Regions from separate parts of the Anser cygnoides genome. Here regions 1 and 2 are each linked to region 3. A link is a contact called in public Hi-C data. All regions are on one chromosome and are shown on one strand. The core of a region is the stretch at or near the end of the contact, and the rest is flanking DNA. Distances in the headings are between cores, read along the strand shown. Region 1 holds the start of CDC123 (cell division cycle 123). Region 2 holds the start of CAMK1D (calcium/calmodulin dependent protein kinase ID). Region 3 overlaps CAMK1D (calcium/calmodulin dependent protein kinase ID).

The links. A called contact is a pair of places that touch in the nucleus more often than the background predicts.
Region 1: a Hi-C map of liver shows a contact between it and region 3, with 2.0 times the contacts expected there. The contact joins the promoter of CDC123 here to the enhancer-like site in region 3. A contact is called at or near these places in 2 of 7 Hi-C or Micro-C datasets (both in liver).
Region 2: a contact with region 3 is called in a Hi-C map of liver, with 2.6 times the contacts expected there. The contact joins the promoter of CAMK1D here to the enhancer-like site in region 3. A contact is called at or near these places in 5 of 7 Hi-C or Micro-C datasets (fetal liver, granulosa cells and liver).

Annotation. Positions count from the first base shown.
Region 1 is chr1:6,799,855-6,802,554 of Taihu_goose_T2T_genome, reverse strand. CDC123 (cell division cycle 123) reads right to left here and starts at 1,346. Exons shown (of 13, transcript XM_048062496.2): 1 at 1,160-1,346; 2 at 1-53. The coding sequence starts at 1,233.
Region 2 is chr1:6,858,892-6,861,591 of Taihu_goose_T2T_genome, reverse strand. CAMK1D (calcium/calmodulin dependent protein kinase ID) reads right to left here and starts at 1,317. Exons shown (of 11, transcript XM_048062699.2): 1 at 942-1,317. The coding sequence starts at 1,033.
Region 3 is chr1:6,988,445-6,991,144 of Taihu_goose_T2T_genome, reverse strand. The region is part of intron 2 of CAMK1D (calcium/calmodulin dependent protein kinase ID); the gene reads right to left. Among named protein-coding and RNA genes, the nearest start is that of CAMK1D, 130 kb to the right of the region's middle. Within about 2 kb of position 1,319, at least 2 of the 3 cell types and tissues checked have open chromatin away from gene starts, as enhancers often do. A contact at or near this core is called in fetal liver and liver, where this site is marked.

The sequences.
Region 1 (2,700 bases), core at 97-2,596, 190 kb after region 3:
TCCCATCATCCAGCAAGTATTCTTTCACATTATCTGGCAGGGGAAGTATAACACTGGAAAAAAAAAAAAAAAAACAAGAAAATTAGTTCAGTAATTTATTATCAATATTACTTGCTAAAATAATAAATTGTTGCGTAAGAATAATAGCTTTTAAATGGAATGTACCTCAATATCGGTATGTTTTATTCTGTAATGCTATGAAAAGACATGTTTCTCTTCCTCCCCTCCCACCCTTCCCAAAATGCAACTCTCTTTTTCCTTCCAGGGAAGTAGAGAAGAAAGAAAGAGACAAAAATCTCAGACAAAATGCACAGAAATACTCCACTTCTTCAAACCTGTAAGAAATTCAAAGACTGCATGTGGCCAGTGAGGAGAGGGGCAATGTGTTGTTCAAAACAAATGTTTCCCTACTAAAATCCAAACCAAAATTTGCCTTTATCACTTGAATGTTCCAAAAATGTATGACTGTTGCTAAATTGACCAAAAACCCTACACTGGCTAAACACTAAAATGCATAAAGATGAAATGCTTTGATTACCAAATGCCTGATAATTACAGCTTTTTGATCCACCGGGGCACCTTTCTTGAGTTTGACTTCCCTGAGCTGCTGGTGGGTCTCATAACCACCGGGTGACCCGCAGCGGCACCTCAGCAACCACAGAAGCTGCTACTTTTTCCAAAAAATATACAGGAACGTGAAGTTAGCCACTTGTTTTGGGGGCGCTCAGCCCGGTTCTCTGAGCAACCAAGCGGGCACAAGGTGGGATGCGGACAGCCTGGGGTCCCACCAGAGCACAACACGGAGAACACCAGCGCCAGGCCTGCACCTCGGGCCTCCCAAAGCAGCTCCCTGGGGTGGATGTAGAAGGCTCCAGGTCCTGGGGCAGCCCCTGGAGCCTCGATGGACACCTCTTTGTTTCCTCCCACCCAGCACTGCCCCACGCAGGCCCTTATTTCTCACCCAGCCCGGCCCCAAACACCCCTCCCCGGGTCTAACCGAGCTCGCAGCCTAACCCACAGGGCCAGGACCAGCCTCGCATAAACTCCCCCTGCCTCCAAACCCACACCACCCCTCACACCACCCCACGTATCGCCCTACACACCGCCCCACACCCCCCCTCACACGCCGCCCCACAGGGGCTCCCCCAACCCCACGCACCTACGGATGGTGACGGTCCTGAACAGCGGGTACCACACGGAGAAGCGGCAGTGCGCTACCTGCTCCTTCTTCATCCTCCCCTCAGGCCGGCACGGCACGGCCCGACCCGTTTCGTCCCCTTTTCTCCCCAAAAAGCTCCCTTTCCGCCCGGAACCTCCCCTCCGCTCCCGGAGCCGCCCGGGCCGGCATCGGCGGCGCACCCGGCCCGGCCCCGCCTCGCCTCAGCCGCCGCCATCTCGTCAGCGCCACCCGGCCGCGGCCCCGGCTCCCTTCCTGCCGCCGGGCACAGCTCGTACGTGGGGCTTTTCTGCGGGGTCACCCGCTGGGGACGGCGTCCAGACGCCCTTTCATCCCTTTCCTTAAGTATTTCCCCGGGAGCCGCGGAATTGCCCACGGAAATGTGGGGTTTTTAAGCCCTCCGGTTCTGCTCTGCCTTCGAGCCCCCCCTTCGGTCCCGCTCGGTGCTCTCCGTGCTCAGTTCCATATTCCCCTATTTCCTCTGAACTTTGCGATTTTAGTTCACCCTCCTCTGCCCCTCAGGGGAGGCTGGCAGCAACACACGGGTGCTGCTAACCCTCTTCTGCTTGCACAAAACTGTCCTTCTTTTCCCTTTTTTCTTTTTTTGTTCTCTTCTACGTGGCAGGAGCCGGTTATTTCTCCGTATTTTATTCACTTCTGAGTGAGTGGGTCATCCATACTGCTGAAATAAGGACAGAAATGACATGTTTTTTCTTCCCTTTTCCTCTCCTCTCAACTTCTAATCAATTGATTTTGGTGCTCGAATCGTGTTGCTGAAATACAAGCGAACTTCGCTGCAACCTGGTGACAAATCGGTGAATAAAAGTGACTTCCCAAACTTCAGCAATGTGTGTTTTGAGCACGTATCTTAGCACTCTGCTGGATAAATTGTGCATAAAACACTCGCCAGTGCCCCTTTTGCACGTTCTGCAGAAGGGATCCTGTCTGGTGTTTTAGCTTAATCTTGCCTTGGGACACAGTTGCTGAGCTTCTGTTAAATCTGGTTGCTGTCAGTTGGGATGTGTAGCTTGGATCAGATAATTCCCTTTGAAAAGAGGTTTAGAAAAGCTAATCCATCTATTGTGACTTGAAGAGGTTAACGTAACGCCCTGGTAGCCTGGCTGCTCTGTAAGCTCATTCCCAGGCCTCACTTGGTTTTAGATCTTAACTTTCAGGAAGGATAATGTAGAAACTGATGTCAAAAGGTTGGATATTCCCTTCGAAGGAAACCACTCAGTAAAGGAATAAGCAATGGGCGTAAAGTTATACCTTTTGTAACTGGTATGACTTTTTGAGGTCTGAATTTGAGCCCTACATGAGGCAAATGGAACAAGCAGCACAATTTGCCGGCAATATCCTGTGATCCTAACCGTGGAAGTCATCAGAGAAGGTAGAAGTGGGCCAACAAGAAGGTAGAAGTGGGCCAACCTGTGTGTTTTTTTCCTAGAATTTATAGTTCAAATAGTGTTGATTCACGCTAAGAAGACTGGTAAATGTGGACATTTTGATGTATTCTTAAAGTT
Region 2 (2,700 bases), core at 68-2,567, 130 kb after region 3:
CCACCCACACGGCAGCCCGCACCCTGCCCTTCCCCAGCAACCGCGGCTCTCTGCCTCTACAACATCCGACGAGCGAAAATTTCTCTCAACAGAAATAAAACTCCCCGCTCAGCCAAAAAAGCATCAGCCTGCACCCTGCTCCCTTCCACCATCTGCGCATGTTTATTCTGAGCCTTCCGAAAAAAAAAAAAGAAAAAAAAAAAAAACTCCAACGTTTTACTAATCTTTATGCCCCGCCACTATAAATAACAGAAATAAAGCCCAACAACAGTTAAGCATCGTAGCTAAAGCACATCCAATCCACTCCGATTATTTCTGCTTGTCCGTCCACGAATGGATGCAGCCATCAGCTTTAGGGGACAGCATGCAAGTCAGACCGCATTTATTTACAGTGGCACCGTCAAGAAAAAGCCTTTCCCCATCTCCCTATCCTATTAACATTTTAAACCGGGGGGTGGGGGGGGGTCTTTTTTTTCTTTATTTTTTTCTTTATTTTTTCTTTTTTTCCTTTCTTTTTTCTTTTTCCTTTTTCTTTTTATCTTTTTCCCTTTTCTTTTTTTCTTATTTTTCTTTTTTCTTATTTTTTTCTTTCTTTTTTCTTTTTTCTTTTTCTTTTCTCTTTTTCTTTTCTCTTATTCTTCTCTTTTTCTTTTTTTTTTCTTTCTTTTCTCTTTTTGTTGTTCTTTTTTTTTTATTATTTAATTTTTTTTTTGGGGGGGGGTAGCCCAGCCGCCTGCCCCGCAGCCACCCTCATCCCTCACCTCCTACCAACCCCCCCCCCCGGTGCCGTTTGTCCCGGGATTCCCAAACCTCCCCGGCTCGGTGCCGGGCGGGATGCTCGGAGCGACCCCGGCGGCAGCCCCCGCGCAAATCCCCCCCGCGCAAATCCCGCGCAGCGCAGGGACGGCGCCTCCCGGCCCGCTCCGCTCCCCGCCACCTACGTCCCCAGCGTCTCCTTGAACTCGAAGATCTTCTTGATGTCCTCCGCCTGCTTCTTCCAGGAGCCGCCGCCGTCCCCGTTCTCCCGGGCCATGGCCGCTCCGCGCAGCCCCGCGCAGCCCCGCGGATGCCGGGCGGCACCGAGCCGCCTGCGGCTTTTGCTTTCTCTTCTGAGAAAGCAGCGGCTGCTGCTGCTGCCTCTGCCGGCTCTTCCTCCTCCTCCTCCTCCTCCTCCTCCTCCTTCTTCTCCTCCTCCTTCTCCCCTTCCTCCTCCTCCTCCTCCTCACACTTCCTGCCCGCCGCCGCTTTTATTTCCTCCGCGCTCCGGCGGGCTCCACGAGTGCCACTTTTCCTGGGCTATTTCCTCCCAACTTTCTCTGCCCCCCCCCCCCCCCTTTCCCCTCGTCCTCCCCCCCTCCCCCCTCGCCCCTCCCCGTGCCACCCCCGGGGCTGCCCCGTGTCCCCCCCCGCCTCCTTCAGCACCCTCAGGGACACTTTGGTCCCCCCACTCCGGGAGGAAAAGTCCCTTTTTTTTTTTTTTTTCTTTTTTTTTTCTTTTTTTGAGGGAGGTCACTGATTCCCCCCCCCCCCCCCCTACCCCCCCGCTGTCCCCAAGCAGGGCGTGCGGGGGCCCCGTTGGATGCTCCGAGCCTCCCGGGCGCGGTGCGGCTGTGCGCGGTTGTTATGGCAATGGGAGGAGGAGGAGGAGGAGGAAGAAGAAGAAGAGGGGGAGGAAGAAGAGGAGGAGGAGGAGGAGGAGGAGGCAGCCCCGCCGCTGCTCTGCTGCCTGGCGCTGCCCCTCCTGACTGAATGACTGGAGATAATTCGCATTGCACCAAAACCGCGCACGTCAAACGGGAGGGGAGGGAAAGCAAAGAGATAAAAAAAAAAAAAAAAAAAAAGGGAAAGCGGGGGAAAAAAAAAATAAAAATTAAAAGCCACACCGCAGGCGGCCGGGCGGGGTGGTCCGGAGCTGCGCGGGGGATGCGCGGGGATTGCGCGGGGATTGCGCGGGGGATGCGCGGGTTTTGCGCGGGGTTTGCGGTGCCCACCGTGAGCGCAGCCGCCCCGTGGGGGCCAAAAGTGGCCCCCAGCCCCTTGCCCACCCCGCAGCGGGAGCGAGGGGCAGGATGCGCCCCCGGTGACACGGCAGAAATACGCGCTAAACCCGTGGGTAGGTTTCCCGTTAATGTCTTGCAAATAGGTAAAGCGCAAAAAAAAAAAAAAAAAAAAAAAAAAGTGGATTTCTCCTCCAAGTTGGGAAGTAAAAAGGCAGGTGCGGACCCACGGGTGTTTTTGGGGGCGGCTCAAACCCTTGGTCATCAAATGAGGCGGCTGAAAATGAGGCGTGACACGACTAAATATTGCATCGACTCGTAAACAGATGTGAATGCGCGCCTAACTGCTTAAAATGTGCCGTGTCCTTTCACAGAGTCCTTAAAATCCCACTTTGGAAAGGGATTTTCCGGACCGCTCATCATTTATGAGCACGGGAGCTTTCCCCTGGGGCTCCCACTTCCACGCGGGTTTGGAGCCTGGGGGAGCTCAGCCGGGTGGGGAGGTGTAAATTTGGGGAAAACACCGAGGCAGGCCGGGGTGTTTGGGCAATGCTACCCTCTGCTGGGCACAGGCACACGGCTGAGCGTGTGCCAGCTCCTGCATTAATTAGTGCCCTCTCTAATGCAATGCTTTGGTGGCCATCCCGCCCCATGGGTGGCCCAAATCGCTTGGGATTCCCTGCGATGGGTGCTTGTGTGTTGT
Region 3 (2,700 bases), core at 70-2,569:
CAAGTTCTTCTTATTGACAGCAGGAAACCAATAGACCACCCGCTTGGCTTTGTACAGTCCCTTAAGGGTTGCAAGTAGGGCAAGGACAGTTTTGCTTTGTTTCAGTGAGCTGAAGGCACTCTTAGTTCCCAAAAGGCATTTCCAGCAAATATTCACTTTTAATGGAAACTCTTATGTATGTTTATTCATTTTCCTTTATGCACACACACAGGCGTGTGATCGTCTGTGTACCTGATACCATCATGACAGAGAAGGTAGTTTTAATATCAGTAGTGATAGCTGTTTAAAGCCTCCAACATAGTCTGCAGCACATTTTTACCGCACACATATATTAATGCCTTTCTATATACGTGTGGCAAATCAAACGCTTTGCATTTCTATTTTTATTTTCTATTTCGAGAGCCTCCTTTTTATTTTGGGAACCTCGGAGGTTCTCCAAACTCAACCCAAGCCCTGTGAGGCAGCCGCCAGCAACACCTAGAGGTTGCACGCCCATGGGTGACGGGGGGGGAGCACCCACAAAGACGAGCAGTTGGGGTGGCAGAGGGCAGAGAGGAGCCCATCAGACACACAGCGCTGCAGGCTGAGGGCTGCCACAAGACCTTCTCCCTTTCCTCATTTGCAAAGCAAATGGGCCCCGTGCTGCTGCACTGTCTGAAGGCGGATGCACTTGCTCAGCTTTAAAGCGATTCCTCGGTGAAAGACTCAGGGAGAGAAACGAAAGCAGAATGAAGGAGAGAGACAGGGGATAGAAGACCCAAGAAGAAAGGGAAAGAAGGCAGCAGAAGCTGAATCACCCCCAAAGAATAAAAGGAGTCACCCTGTAGGGATGAGGATATTTGGAAGAAGATATCCTGGGGCATCACAGCCATGCACAACAGCCACCCCATCGACCATTGGCACTGGAGGGGCTCTCTGTGACGGTCAGAGGCATTTATTTCTGCTTTGCCTCAGCCTCCCCATGATCAGCAGGGCCTTCACCTCGGCGTTACGCAGTGCTTAATATTCCTGCCAAAGCGCACGTCGCTTGGCTCGCACAACATTTCCATACTCAGAGGGAATCCCGAACGATATGCTATTTAAGGGAAAATGGAATTCAAAATTAGAAAATAGCGATAATCAAGGGAGCTAGCTCGGGCAGAAGCCTACGGGTAAGACCCAGCTGCAGGTCGGGCCAGTGAAGCCGAGCAGCTGTGTGCTTCCCAGCAGAGGTCACTGCAGCCAGCAGCAGCCGCTGCTGCTCTTTGCTCAGTCTGCACAAGTTCGTGCACCCCTTTCCTTGCTCTAAAACACGGGACAGCAATCGCCTAGAGCCCTGCTACAAAATAATGAAGCCTCCCTGGCTCGACACCGTTCTTTACGACACCACCTCGGGATTTGTGGGATCGGGTGCGTTACTGACGCCGCATTTTGTCCACCCTGCAAAGCACGGAGGGGAGCAGGGAAGGTGTGAGGCCCTCCTCAGCAGCACCAGACACACGGGGAATGGGGACGGATGCTCCTGGCTTGCACAGATGCTTGGGTAAATCGAGAACCGAGGAAAGCACCATGCAGCGGCAGCTACTTGATGGTCACAGATCAGGAGGGATTTGGGGATGGCTTACTAACTCTGCTTTTATCCCCTTTTAGAAGCACCAAGTGAATCTCAGAGGTTCGGGGATTCATGCTGCTAACCCTCAGAATGCCTCCGTGCAGCCCCATGGTGATCTCTCTTAGCAGAAGTACTCGCCCAGCTACCCAAGCTCCTCAGCACCTGCTGGGGGTTTTTCTTTTCAAAGGTGCTGTTCTCACTTTGCAGAGGAAAGGCAGCGTGCAGAAAAGCTAAAAGGGTTTTCTGCAGTCTGATGGGAGGACGAAGCAGATCACCCAAAGCCTTATTATTCCAGTTCCCTCTCCTGGAGGAGCACTGTGCTGACAATGCCCCCAAAGCAAACATCAAAACCTGGGCTTGGATAAAGCATTTTAGATCAGTTTATATAAATTGTTGCAAACAAGGAAACATCCAGCTGAGGAAATCTCCCTTATCACTCTTTCAACCTCCACTTTGTCACACTTGATGTTTTTCTGGCTGCTCTCCCTCCTTCCTGGCAAATCCCAGACACTGCTTCCATCTCCTACACCCTACTGTGTCCCCCAAAATCCCCCTGTGTTTGACGCAAAGGGAAGGTGCCACCTCCCATGAGATTCAGCTACAAGACCCAGGACCTGCTGGAGTCCAGGGGACAAAGAAGGGGAAAAAATAAGTGGAAGTGAGAATCAGGGAAATTTAAGTATAGAAAAAAATACAAGTGATCAATCCTAGTAAAAACCTAGAAAAAGAAATTATGGATTCATCAGATTCAGAGCAGCACTGGTTTGAAAGCTGTGCAGGCAGACACGAGCCACAAGGCACGATGCAGATGCAACTGAATAAAATTATAGGATTTTCCCTCTGGCCTTTCCAGTCTGTGATTCTGCTCATGTGCTTCTACGGAGGTGTCAGCAACACGAGCAAACAGGGGCAGTGCTGTACCTGAACAATATAACATGCATGAACTATAAACTGTAGATTAGATAGAATATAAAAATCTAATAAAAATATAAATAATCTAATGCATAGATAATAATTGAATCTAATAATCTAACAATCTAATATACGTATTTATAGATTGAATATAAGAAACTATAGCATATATGAACCAATGATCTAATTGCTAGCTA